Linked DNA regions of Mus musculus: region 2 is linked to region 1. The links are chromatin contacts, called in public Micro-C maps. All regions are on one chromosome and are shown on one strand. Each heading gives the region's core, a stretch centred on a gene start, on an enhancer-like site or on the middle of the called end of the contact. The rest is flanking DNA. Distances are from core to core; before and after follow the strand shown. Region 1 overlaps St7 (suppression of tumorigenicity 7). Region 2 overlaps St7 (suppression of tumorigenicity 7).

What was found. Hi-C and Micro-C count contacts between places; a contact is called where the count stands out from the background.
Region 2: a Micro-C map of the G1E-ER4 cell line shows a contact between it and region 1, with 2.4 times the contacts expected there. The contact joins two enhancer-like sites. A contact is called at or near these places in 1 of 39 promoter capture datasets (macrophages), 2 of 15 datasets of contacts at CTCF or cohesin (the G1E-ER4 cell line and the NIH/3T3 cell line), 15 of 484 Hi-C or Micro-C datasets (B cells, the G1E-ER4 cell line, bone marrow-derived macrophages and 9 more), 2 of 115 datasets of contacts at active chromatin or transcription factors (embryonic stem cells and forebrain) and 3 of 9 other capture datasets (adipose tissue, liver and pancreatic islet).

Annotation. Positions count from the first base shown.
Region 1 is chr6:17,734,204-17,741,413 of GRCm38.p6, reverse strand. The region is part of intron 1 of St7 (suppression of tumorigenicity 7); the gene reads right to left. Among named protein-coding and RNA genes, the nearest start is that of Gm52895, 24 kb to the left of the region's middle. Within about 2 kb of position 3,948, at least 19 of the 459 cell types and tissues checked have an H3K27ac peak or open chromatin away from gene starts, as enhancers often do. A contact at or near this core is called in the G1E-ER4 cell line, where this site is marked.
Region 2 is chr6:17,767,636-17,774,845 of GRCm38.p6, reverse strand. The region is part of intron 1 of St7 (suppression of tumorigenicity 7); the gene reads right to left. Among named protein-coding and RNA genes, the nearest start is that of Gm52895, 9.1 kb to the right of the region's middle. Within about 2 kb of position 4,340, at least 36 of the 459 cell types and tissues checked have an H3K27ac peak or open chromatin away from gene starts, as enhancers often do. A contact at or near this core is called in the G1E-ER4 cell line, where this site is marked.

The DNA.
Region 1 (7,210 bases), core at 2,699-5,198:
TGAACCCAATGGTAAGAGGCTTATTCAACTCACTAAGAGTGAAAGCCACGTTACACACATTTGAATCAATGCTCTACTGTGAAGAACAGAATCAACTTCCAGGATTCTATAACAAACAGGGAGGTAACATGTCCGACACATCCTCCAGGAGAACAGCTTCATCAGACAAACCATAATGCTTCCTGTATAGTTTTGGTCTGTTCACCTGGTTTGCAAAAAGAACCACTAGAAAATAGTCAGAGGAAGTCAGGAAAATAGTCATGTATGAATCATAAATGGTTGCTCTGGAAGGGAGAGAAATGGAGAAATTCTTCAAGCCAATATGGTAGAATTCAGCTAGCATCGCAGGGAAACAAGGCAGTTACAACATGCATGGCTCTCTGGGACATAAATCATTCTTGCTGCTTTATAAGGGGCTGGCAAAGTCTTTCTACACAAGGCCAAATCGTAAATATTTCAGATGTTATAATCTCTATCACAAATGAGCCCTGCTATTTTAATACAATCTTCTCATCAACATTTTAAATAAATGATGGTAGCTGTGTTCTGATGAAACTGTATAGGCTCTGAACAAAATGTGTTATAATCACATATTGGGAAATATTACCTTTTTGAAATTGTAATCAATATATTAGAAAGCATTGTTTCACAGAAGAACAGCACTGTGATCTGTCATTGATCTGAGCATTCCCTGGAAGTTTCTGCCACTGACAAGACTCAGAGTAATGGACTCCACCAACCACTGTGTCAGATGTGGGGCTGGGAACTAACAGAAATGTTTATCCCAGATTTCTGCATTTCAGAAGACATTATGGGAAAAGACATAGTTTTGATAGTTGAGGACCTTGTACACTCCCTAATGCATTTGAAGTGGTGATTGTAAGTGCTAAAGCAACTTCTAATAAGTCCCTGGTCACTTTCACAGGTTCAAGTCATTCCCACCCACTCCAATCCCAAATATGTTTCAGTTATCAAGAATTGTTAAACAAACAAAGAAATAAATATCATATAAGATTTCCCAATTTCCTCAAAATAACATTATAGGCCAGGAAACTCTGTACAAAACATGCTCATGATATATATACAAAGAACAGTTGTTTTGTTATGAAAAAAGTCTGGCTCTGTTCAACACTGCCAGAAATAGAATTATTGAGAAATAAGAAATGTAGATTAAATCTTAATCACGCAGTTAAACTCTTTAGGAGATTTGGCATTTCAAACAAAACTTATTTGTAAAACTAACTAAGAAGATGGATTATTTCTGAGGTCCTTTCATCCCTAAAATACAGTAATTTGTAGTGAGCTACTGGTTACAGTATCTGAACAAGCTAATTTTTCTACCAAAAGTTCCTGATAACAGCATTTCTACTTTCTCTTGTCCTTTGAGCAAGAGGCCGATAATTTCCTCTCTACCTCTTGCTTTTTGAAAGACCATGGAAAACATATTTTTAATCAAAGAAACTACTGCTTTCTTAGAAACAACATAATCTTGACACAGATGGTGATGATGCCAAGAGAGAAGATGGCGAAGAGTAAGGCCTGGGACCTGATCTGTGCTTCCCTGCAGACACACAGTCCAAGTTACAGATTCTCTAGAACCACACAAAGGGACACGGGTATTTTTTGGCTTCCAAAGAAACACTTCTTTAGCACTGTTCCATTTAAAACAATCATGGACCTGGCCTATATGAAGCATACCTTAAACTATGACTCAACAATCACAGAGTCCTAGGTTTAAGGTATGCTTCCAAACTCCTAGGTTCCAAACTCCAGTTCCTCTGTCTACAGAAGAAGACGATCAGATCTTACCAGGCTGAATAGCCTACAGAAGGATGGTTGAGATGCTCAGGACACAAACTATAATGCAAACAAGCACTCAAATGGAAAATTCAATACCTGACTTCATACAACAAATTTCACCAAAATACAGGCACACTAAAAGTATTATTTTAAATTGCTCTCAGACTATGTGTATAAACTATCCATGAATCATAAATAAGTTTTATGTCTATTCATGGGTTCCATCCCCAAGATTTCTCACTATGCATATACAGTATTTCAAAATCTGAAGAAAAGTCATATCTAAAACAATTTTGGTCTTGAATATTTCAAATAAGGGATGCCCTACCTGTAGAAAGGGAAATGATACTGACATGATAATATATAGGTGCCGATACTGGACAACTGTAACACATTATCACACATGATAGTCTACAAAGAAGTAGAAATAACATCATAGCATGTGGGACTTTAAAAATACCACACTGCCCCCAAAAATAATTCCAATATGTGCTGTAGCACAGATGAACCTCAAAGCTATGATAAACGAAAAAAAGTCCCAGAGGAGCAACTTGATCCCACAGGTGGCACATAAGTACAAGGGGACAGGAGATTAGAGGCTGAGGGACAGAGATGGGGAGGTGCTGGTCAAGGAATATGAAATATTAGTCAAAAATTGTTTAGACAACATAAATATCCCATTACTCTACCTACTGAACTGTATACTTGATGACAAAGAAGGTAACTTTGAGGTTATGCATATTTTCCTAGTTAATTTTTTAAAACAAAATATTTTAAAAACAAAAGAAATTAACTGTTGAAATGGAAAAGAACTAGCTAATGCCTGATGGGAGAATTAATGGCAGTGTTGCTTTTTCATTTACACACCTCTTCGCTGTTGCAAACACAATGCAGCTCACTATGAAACCCATCCTATCCAAAGGTTTCTTATTGTATATGCCAAAAAGCTGTGCAATCTAGGAGCTAAAGAACCAATTAATTTTTAAAGATATAGATAGATAAAATTTTGTAACCATAATATATAATACTAATAACATAATATATAATATGTTATTATATATTATGGTTACAAAATTTTATCTATCTATATGTATATGTGTGTGTGGTTAGATAGATAGATAGATAGAAAGATAGATAGATAGATAGATAGATAGATAGATAGATAGATAGATAGATAGATATTAGAGCAAGAAAAAATAACAAACTGGTTTTTTTTGCTAGATAGATATGGTTTTTATAAATTTTATATTGTTCATATGGTTAGAGTTTATATAAATTTTAATTATAAATAGACAACATAAAGTATAAATAACACAAACTGTATTTATTTAATATTATGCTTGGCAATTCGTATTAAAGGATAGATAGACAAAGTTGAGTAGTGGTCCACTTCCTAAGTCCCAGAAAACTCTTATCCTCTAGATAGGCGAGCACATGTTCTTGCTATCACTGACAGCAGTATCCCTAAAACACAGGGCAGTACGTAGGAAAGGATGGAGTAACACACTTGTTGCCAGTGCCCTCCTTTGAAAGCTTTACTAATTCTGAAAAATTACATTGATTCTACTTATAAACATACCAGGCAAAGCGCAGAAGATGACAAAGAAGGTTTAGGTTTAGACAAAGATCTCCTTCTGAGACGCTTCTTGGGCAACTCTGACCTCAGTGGCACAGATATGAGTTAAGTTGCGGCTGAGTTCATGTGGAAAGACTGTTAGAGGCACATCTGTACAGATGGGAACATGGCAAGGGCTGGTATCATCTACTAATTAGTGTTATTATAAAGCTACCATCACTGACTTTCTATTTCAGGAGCGAAACAGTTCTGAAACATTTTATCTCATGATCTATGTGGTTATAGCTCTTAGACAAAAGTGTTATCCTTTTGTGTGTGAACATGTCTGATTAGTAAGAAGGCGTCTCCTTCCACTGAGATATTCTTACAAATAAATTTCTCAATTCAACTCAAATTTCTTTCCCAGGCCCTTGTTTCCCCATTTTTCACTCTCAGCAGAAACATGTTCTACCCACTTTTCATAAGCATAATTTATTTTTAAGTTTGAGTCTGAGAACATAGCTGCCTCCCTTGTCTGAAGCTGTGTCCCATGTTAGTCACTGTTTCCACAGCCCATCGGCACTTAGACGAAAGTGTGATGTGATACGCACAGAAGTAACTGAGTCTCGTGAGCCCTATCAGTAATGCCCTTCAGCATGTCATTAAAAACTTGACAAGAGAGTTTTGTGGCTGGGTTGGTGTCCCAATCCCTCTACTGGAAGTCTTGCCTGGTTACAGGAAATGGCCCGTCAGGCACCATAGCCTTCATTGCTAGGAGTCTTAGTTAGGGTTGATCTCATAGATTCCTTGGAGTTTCCATAGCTTTAGGTTTCTAGCCCATTCCAGAGATGTACCCCCTGCACCCTGATTCCAGTTGTCTATTCCACTATTCTCTCTCTCCCCATCATCCTCCTGGAGAACAAGATGTGCAGGAGTAAAGATGGAGCAGAAATTGAGGGAGTGGTCAACCAATGACTGGTTCAGCTTGGGACCCATACCATGAGAGGGAAACAACCCCAACACTGTTAAAAACATTCTGCTGTACTTGCAGACAAAAGCAACTAGCAGAACCATCACCAGAAAGGCTTCACCCAGAAACTGATGGGCACAGATACAGAGACCCACAGCCAATCATTAAGTGGAGCTCGGGGAATCCAGCAGAAGAAGAGAAGGAAAATCTGTAGACGCCAGAGAGGTCAACAACACTACGAGAAACTTACAGAATTCACTAACCTGGCCTCATAAGGGACTACAGAGACTGAACCAGGGAGCATGCACAGGACTCACCTAGGCCCTCTGCACATATGTGACAGATGTGCAGCTTGGTCTTCATGTGGGACCCCTAACAGCAGGAGCAGGGGCTGTTTATCACACTGTTGCCTGCCTTTGGGACCCTTTCCTCCCACTTGGCTGCCTGTTCTAGACTCAGTAGGAGAAGATGCCCTAGTCTTGCAGCAACTTGATATGCAAAGGCTTGTTTTATCCACAGGAGGCCTCCCCTTTTCTGAGAAGAAAGGGAGGAAGATGAGGTTTGGGGGGTGTGAAAAACTGGGATAAGGGGAGGGAGGGGAAAAATTGTGTCTGGATGTAAAGCTAATTAATTAATTAATTAATTAAAATATTTTTTAACAAGAGAGGCTGGAAAGATGACTCAGCACTTAAAAGCACTCACAGCTCTTGCTGAGAATTGGGATTTGGTTCCAGGCACCCACAACAGGGTATCGCAACCACCTGTAATTCCAGTTCCAGGAATGCCAACACCCTCTGGCCTCAATAAGAACTTGCAGGTGCATGATGTAAATAGGTTCCCATGATGTTCATACACTCATGCAGGCACACACACACACATGCATACGCACACACACACACACACACACACACATGCATGCGCACACACGCACACACACACCAAAAATAAAAGTAAATAAATCTTTTAAAAATTTGGCATAAGTGCTTATGAAAACTGGACATATATTCATATTAATGCTAACCACCCCTGTGAAGTGCTTGTGTCTTACAATAGGCAGCAGGTACCTGAAAGGAAAGTGAAGTTCAAACTAGGACAAAATTGACGGCTTGTAGAATTTCTACAATGTTGAAATAAGATTGGAGTTTTTGGTCATAGAATAGAGTTTTATGTCTCATAATAAATCATAAGTAAATGGTGTCAAATAACATTAACAACTTTAAGGTGTTTTATCATAACATATTAACAAATACTTTTCACTTCACCAGAACTTGTCTTCATATTAAGAATGTAAAAAGATTCATAGGAATGTGTGTTTCTTTTGAAAAAATATAAGGAAGGAAAGAGAGAGGCGGGGGAGAGAGGGAGGAAGAGGAAGGGAGGAAGAGGAAGAGAAAGAGAGAATGGAGGAAGGAAAGAAAGCCAGCCAGCTTGTTGGCCTATACTGAAGATAGACAAGATCATAAAAAGGAAGACACAGAGATGTGTGAACTTCCAGGCATTATACAGAGATACTTAAACAGATCTGTGTTACAAAATCGCTTAGGAAGGATGACCCAAACACACCCTTCCCCCACACTGTTTCTCCAAAGCACTCCTCGCTGCACTCGAGTCAAGTTGCCCTTTTGCAATATAGATTAAAGTATCTAAGTGATTCCTTCCACCCAAAATGTTTTATGAAAAGATATGTCACCCTTTTCATCAATTCTGCAACACAAGTTTTTAAACCTATATGCTAATTTAAAATTTTACCCAAACACTTGTTTGTAAACAATTATAAAATAAGGATTGGTATCCATTTTTAAGCACCAGGTATAAGGCATAAGCATACTAAATGTTACATATAAAATAAGCATAAGAAAAATGGTTTTAGTTCTGTAATCAAGACTGTTTCCAGGAAACCATCATTAGAAGAGGGGAAAAATAAGTGCAATGTATTTCAGAATCTTTTTATGTATTGAAAACTACAGAAGACAGGCATCCCTAACCTTATCTTACATAACATCTATGCTGCTTGCTATTTTCTGTCAACTTGACACAAACCAGAGCCACCTGGGAAAACGGAACCTGAACTTGAGGAATTGCCCCCACAGATTGGCTGTAGGGAAATCTATTGGACATTTTCAAGATTAATGATGGCCTAGCTCACTATGGGCACTGCAGCCTTGGGCAGGCGGCTGTGGGTTGTATAAGAAAGCCGCGAGTAAGTACCACTCCTCCATGGTCAGTGCTGCAGTTGCTGCCCCAGCTTCCTTCCTGAGTCCCTGCCTTAGCTCTCCTGGATGATGGACTATAACCCAGATCCAAGTAAACCCTTTCTTCCCCAAGTTGCTTTTTGGTCCTGGTGTTATCACAGCAATAGAAAGCATACTAGGACAGGCCGTATCTTTCAATAATCCATACAAAGGCATTTACACTTCAGTACTGAAGAGAACTACCACAAAGAGCATCCCAATTTATAAATTCCGAAGCTCAGTACCTCCCACACACTTTATTTCTAAGGCACTGTATTAGTCAGTGTAGGGCACTTGAGCAGCTAAGTTGTTGTTTTGAGCTTTTGGAGAAAAATGTGGATGTTATCACTGAACTATCCTCCAAAAATGAAGACATTTATGTTGCCCACTGGAGCATGGTCAGCCCCTTAAAGAAACTGAGCCCTTCTCTATTTGCACCCCTCCCAGAAGCCATCAACTGTGGGGCGTTATACATTAGTATCCTTATCACAAGGATACTGAGTTCTCTGCAATGGCTTTCTATCTAGGCTGTTACTTGGGAGCCTGGGGTGACTCAGAAGTATTGGATGTTCCTCTTTCTCAAGTATGAGTCTGCAGCCATCAATACCATGAAAACAGCTTCCTTGTCCTTTATAGTTAACAGACACATGAATC
Region 2 (7,210 bases), core at 3,091-5,590, 33 kb before region 1:
GGATGCAGAATGTTAGAAACTTTCCTCCAAGAGTATGAAAGAAGACAAAGGAAAACTCCAGGGATAAACTGCCAAGAGACAAGCTGTCCTTGCTCAGAGTTTGCACCCCTACATCCAGTCAAAATCAATCTTTAAGAGCAAAAACTACATGATCAGATCTTGTATCTCAAAAAAGAAAAAGAAATGGCTTCTCCTTGTGTGTGTAGTGATGAGGGTGGGGGTGAGTGGAAGAGTAACTCTAAAGGATGATCCCATAAAGTAATGCAAAAAACTGGCTGTGCTTAGAATGCCATGCATTCCTGCTAAATCTATCCCATACAATTTAGATATAAAACTATATAATACGAAATACTAACTGTGGTTCATAAGCTACGCTCTGCAAAGCCTTCAAAGTGGTGGCTGGCCCCTCCTCCCTGTCCCAGCCTACTGACCCGTAAGATGCCCTTATGGGAGCTGTCAAAATGGCGACACCATACAACTTAGCCTGCAGCAGTCACAGGAGCAGGTTTCCTGCCTTAGCCTACAGCCTTTGTGCAATATCACGGCAGGAGCTGTCCACAATGCCAGCACCTCCTTTCTAGCCTCCCAGAGCACCTCCACAGAGATGGCACCTCAGCCAAAGCCACCTGCAGCTGGGAATGGCTTCCCTTCTTAACATATTGGTCACATGCAAGAAAATGGGAGTTAAAAAAGCCACCAATCCCTTAGCTTCCCACAAAAACCTACCAAAGCCTGGGCATGAAAACCCACCAATCCCTTAACAGAAAAACCCACCAATACCTGAGCTTTCCAAACTCCAACTTGAAATAATCCCATCAATCCTTAATCTGGAAATCTCTGTCCTAAAAAGCCCCCGCCCCAAAACACCCTATAGAAGCCCCGCCCCAAAACACCCCATAGAAGCCCCGCCCCAAAACACCCTATAGAAGCCCCGCCCCAAAACACCCTATAGAAGCCCCGCCCCAAAACACCCTATAGAAGCCCCGCCCCAAAACACCCTATAGAAGCCCCGCCCCAAAACACCCTATAGAAGCCCCGCCCCAAAACACCCTATATAAGCCCCGCCCCAAAACCCTATATAAGCCCTGCCCTTTATCCGACTTCCTGCTGCCCGATCCCTAGAGCAGAGGGCAGCCATTCCTGGATTCATCCCTCCACACCCTAGACTGTCCAATGAAACTCTTTTATGATATCTCCTGTCTGGTGTGACGCTCTCATCGGAAGATGCCAAGAAGCAATGAAAAGAAGGAGAGAGGTGGAGCAGGGCTGAGGCTCCTGAGCTCCTGAGCTCAGCTGGGGATGCCTTCCCTGGGAGCTGCAATGCCTCTGCTGAGGAAGTTTCCTCTCAGAGCTCTGTGGCTCCTGGACCCTGTATCTCAGGATGTTCTTCCATTGGGATACTTTTCAGAGCTGTATAGCTCCTGGGCTTCCGAGTCCCAGGATACCCTTCCATCTGAACAGAAACATTTACACTAACTCCCCTATAAAGTCTTGTAGTAACAACATACATTTGCTTGGTGTTTACTACATTGTGGGCCATTTCTATACCTTGTCATTAAGTCTTTTTCACAACTGTTAGGCAGTTACCAGGACTTGAAAATGAGTCCCAAAGAAGTAAGAAGCCAGGTAGAGGTAAGTACCAAGTGACAAGGCAAGTGAGTCCACGTCCTTATTTAGTATACTATAACTCTTGTATGATAATGAACACTACGGAGCTCTTCATCTGGAGACTCTGAGGCACTGCCTTGCCTTTCCTTACACTACCCCTCACTCATCCATTTTCAAAGTACAAAGTCTGCATGTTAATGAAGTCATCATATCACAAAGTTAAAGGCATTGTGTGTGTGTGTGTGTGTGTGTGTGTGAGAGAGAGAGAGAGAGAGAGAGAGAGCCTCATCTAACACATTAGCAAAGCAAAGAAGAATGAAACAAAGTCCCACTCCTGGAGAATTCACTATAGCACACACATGGAGTGACAAATAGTGCTTGCAATAACAGAATCCAGCTACCCTCCCAACAGAAGCATTAAAAGCCTTCACCAGCTTCAGTGCACTGTGCACTGGGATTCAAAGGACAAACATAGATCCCTCCCCTAGGCAGACAGGGGAGTCATGGGCACTTTCGCTGAGGAGACTCACTTGGCAAACACGTGAGACTGCAAGCACATGGGCTGGGCGAAATGAAACACACTTTTCAAGAGAAACTGTAGCTGGTGGTGCCCCTGAGGAAGGAGAAGAGAGCTAAGGCTCCCAAAGCAGACTCAATGCCTAGTGTGCAAGGAACAAGTGAGAAGCCCTATCCAGTGGAGCAGGCTGGCAAGAGGGACTTTGGTAGATGTTAGCATGGGAAAGGAGATGTGATCAGGTCCTTAGGGTGCTTTAACTCATAGGGGTCTGTCTGGAGCTGGAAAATCCTGCATCTGGTTAATGTGTGTTCTGTGGGCAGTCAAGGAAGAGTACAGCTACACAACTCAGAACACCTCCGCATAACTCAGGAAGATGGCTCCTTGGACTAAGGCAGCAATTGGCTAACAACATTCAACAGCACAGGAAATACCCTACCTTCCTCTGAGAAGTCTTACAGACTCTGGAAAATGAGGTCATTATCAAGGAGAAAGTAATATTTAATCAAGAAAATTTTTGACCTGACAATTAATTTGTCTTGAACATGACTTCTTCAAATAGAACAGAATTTCACTGGGATACAGTGGGAAAATAAAATTGTCGCAGATGTCTCAGCAATGCACACTAATGATTGTCTCACTGTTCATCGTTTTTTATCAACACCAGTTTCCAACAACACTAAGACCACATAGCATAAATATTGTGCCATTCTTCTTACACTGGAATATTAAGTTTAAAAGTGAAAACAAAGCTGGGTCTGGTGATGCACACCTTAAATCCCAACACTTGGGAAGCAAACTCCCTGAGTTCGAGGGCAGCCTGGTCTACAGAGTGAGTTCCAGAACAGCCAGGGATACACAGAGAAACCCTGTCTTAACAAAACCGAGAAGAAAAAAAGGAGTTAAAACCAAAAACACCATACTGAAAGAACACACACACACACTCACACACACACACACACACACACACACACACACACACACACACACACACATTGCTCCAGGCAGCCCTGAGAAAGTAGAAAGCTAGCAATCAGCAGGGTGCTCCAGAGTTATTACAGCCAGGGTTTGATGACTCAACAAAAGCTCATTCTTGAATGTCTGTTTAATTCTTTATGAATTACTACATCAATGCTTTTTATTTCTTGGCAGTATTATGAATGGAACCAGACACTCTGACATGTTACCCAAGTGCTCTACCTTGACACATACATTCAGCCCTAATGCAGTAATTCTGAAGCAAAAACATGACTTTTCTGTGTGTGTTGAAATGATTGCTCAAAACATTATTTGTCCTACTTGTAAATAGTTGTGTTGGAATTCTCAAAACTAAAAAAAAAAATTAATTATTTAAATATCAGCCTGATGAAAGAACACACAGATTAAAGATACTAAGGGATGTTATATATTTAACAGGAAAAGCTATAGATTTTTTCAGAAAAAAAAAAGAAAAAAATTTTCTAGATCAAAAATTCAAAAGAGAAGAATGCAGGCAGGAAGAGTTAAGGAGGGAGGGTTTATGGGGGCCTTTAATTTTAGAGAAAGCCTGGCCTTTGGTGGTAAGACATAAAACAAAAGCCACAAGCAACAGCTATAAAGCTGGTTATATAGATATTAAATATGTCTACAACTGATAAAAAAAAAATGCCAGAGACAAAAAAAAAAAAACAAACTCTAAAAATGTATTTTCAAAATACAACTTAGAGAAAAAGTAATCCTCTTATTATAAAGTAAGCTATTATACACATTAATAAAACAACTTAAAAAATAAATATCAATTTAAACACTGGTAAATGAGTCTCCAAAAGATCTCCAGGCAGCTAACAGTTGCTTGGGAAGGGGAGCCACTTTCTTCACGTCTATAACCACTCGTTAGATGCTCATGCTCCTGTAATAAACCACCCCTCACCCACAGACGCCTGGGGAAGCAACTCTAATGAAACTCGTTAGGTCATGTGCGCAGGCTGACTGGGAAGGAAGGCATTAGCGGAACCGAGGCTGAGGACAAGCAAGGGGATCAAGGGGTAAAATGCCACCATGAAAGTGATTATTAGACATGATGCAAACGTTAATGGAATGTTCAGCCTAATTTCTAGAAGAAGTTCAAAAGAGACACTGTTTCCTGATCGATTGATTGGACCATGCCTGCTGCACACTCGTTCTTCACTGTGGGTGAGAAAGCTGTGAGCTCTTCCTAACACCTCACGGTAGCAGATGGGGGAGCTGACACTTTTGAGAGCCTGCTAATACAGAGACTTGGTAAAGTGGGGGTATAGCAGGCACTGCTGTGCACCTCTGCAGATAGTTTTGTTAGCGACTCCATGTTCTGTGTGTTCTATGGGGACTCAAATGACTCCATAAATGCAACAGATTTTTCTGACTCGGGGTCTCATTTTATTTGTTCTTTCAAAATCAACACATGCGTACATCGATGCCCACTTTTAAAGACAAGTTGTATGCTGCCAAAGGAATGAAGCTCAAACAGAAACCCTGCACTCCGGCTCAGTAATGCATTTCTATGTGTATCTGTATCACAAAGAGGGTAAAGGACAAGGTTGGATATCATGAGGCTTCGCTCACTTTACCATGACTATGCAGTTATCCCACTGAAACTAGTCAGCAGGGCATGGCAGAGTGGCCTTGTCCACTTTCATCATTGCCATAGAAATCACAGAGTTCCCAAAGTCCCCAGCTTGATAAATGAGAACCTTTCCTTGCAATGTCACAATATTTGATATTATATTTTAAAAGTATTAAAGATAGATCTTCATCTCTTGAATCTTATACTTTTCATTGTAATTAAAAATAAAGGTGCAATCTATCCCAGATTTGAACTACAAACAATATAAACTGGATGACTTCTTTCAAGTAATTTAGCAATATTTAGCAAAAGTCTAAACTCACAAATGATGGCTCCATCCATACAAATATTATGGTCAGTCATAGAAATGTGTACGAGCACAGTCAAGAAGATGTAGCTGTCTCTTGTGAGACTATGCCGGGGCCTAGCAAACACAGAAGTGGATGCTCACAGTCAGCTAATGGATGGATCACAGGGCTCCCAATGGAGGAGCTAGAGAAAGTACCCAAGGAGCTAAAGGGATCTGCAACCCTGTAGGTGCAACAACATTATGAACTAACCAGTACCCCGGAGCTCTTGACTCTAGCTGCATATGTATCAAAAGATGGCCTAGTCGGCCATCAGTGGAAAGAGAGGCCCATTGGACACGCAAACTTTATATACCCCAGTACAGGGGAACGCCAGGGCCAAAAAGGGGGAGTGGGTGGGTAGGGGAGTGGGGGTGGGTGGGTATGGGGGACTTTTGGTATAGCATTGGAAATGTAAATGAGCTAAATACCTAATAAAAATGGAAAAAAAATAAAAAAATAAAAAAAAATTAAAAAAAAAAAAAGAATTCCATTTAAGGGCTGGAGAGATGGCTCAGCAGTTAAGAGCACTGACTGCTCTTCCAGAGGTCCTGAGTTCAATTCCCAGCAACCACATGGTGGCTCACATCCATATGTAATGGAATCTGATGCCCTCTTCTGGTGTGTCTGAAGACAACCACAATGTACTCACATACATAAAACAAATAAATAAATCTATAAAAAATAAAAAATAAAAGAATTCCATTTAAACATATAATACTATAGTCACTTAAAGATTATTATGGAGCTATTTTTTACAAGAAAATGGCAGCATCTACGTCTTTTTAAAAGCACATTTTAAAAAAGAAAACTAAATGAAATTAAAAACACAAACCGAAAAAGCTTTTAAAGAATTTTTATCTTTTTCATATCTAGATCCTTGTGTCTGTCATACATGTGCAGGGGCAGAAGAAGGCACCAGATCCACTGGAGCTGGAGTTACAGGTGGATTTGACACACCCAACATGGGTACAGGAAAAAGGACTCAGATCTCCTGGAAGAGCAATAACCTCTCTTAATCGTTGGCCATCTCTCCAGCCCCCAGAGCTGAGACCTCTTACTTGGGTAAGCCAAAGGAGAAAAAAAAATATGTACAGAAACTTTACAGGATAGTATTTCTGAAAAGTTCTATGACACCATCGATATCTCTTGGCTATTGATCCTCTTCCAACTTCAAAGGCAGTGAAAGAAGGTTATATTCTCAATTCAATGACTCTGACACCCCCGTCTTCTCAGTTCTTATTTAAGAACCCTCATAATTACACTGACTACGCCTGGATAACCAAAGAAGACCTCTTATTTTACAGTCAGTACACGGATACCTTACAGCCATCTAATTTTCTGTCATTCAGTGTAACATGGCTACAGAGCAACATGTCTATAGATTCCAGGAAGAAGACACAGACATATGGAGTGCTGCATCTCCTCTAAAATGTATATTGAAATGTCATAGGCATTCTGACAGACTTGACTGGAAAGATTGTTAAGGGTGACTGAGTGTCAGGAGTGACACTCAGGCCCCAAGAATGAATTAATCCCCCTATCATATTGGTTAACTGTCCTTCAAGCTCCTGGTATAAAAACAAAAGATGAACCTAAACCTTCTCTTAGTCTCTGCCACCATGTTCTGTGATAGAATGTCAAAGATCTAAGACTCCTTCAACAAGACATCTCCTAGTCTTAGACTTTCCCATCTCCAGAACTGTGAGGCAAAGAGACAGATTGCTTCTAATTGACCTGAGCCATAGTGTTCATTCACCATAGCAGAAGGTAGATAGGGACAAGTCCATCTGCTGCTTATCAAAGCTATGGAGAAGCAGTTCATGGAAAAATGACTTTCTTATTTTTAGGGCAAAATATGATTCATTAAAATAGCCAATTCAGCTATATTTTAAATGAAAAGAAAAGTATGCAGAGAGGAGCATTTGTGGGTGAAAGAAAGAATGACTATCAAGTGGCTATAGAAGATGCAGGTCAGACATAGTAGCACAATGAGAAACAACATATAGGAACACACAGAATTGAAGGGAATGTCCCAGTAAAATAATTGTTCCCATAGCAACCAGTTTTCAGCCCTTTGTCCTCTGCAAATATTCTTTAAAAGTATTGGTACCAATGTCCTGCCACTGCTCTGTGTGTTCGTTCATTCTTCACTAACAT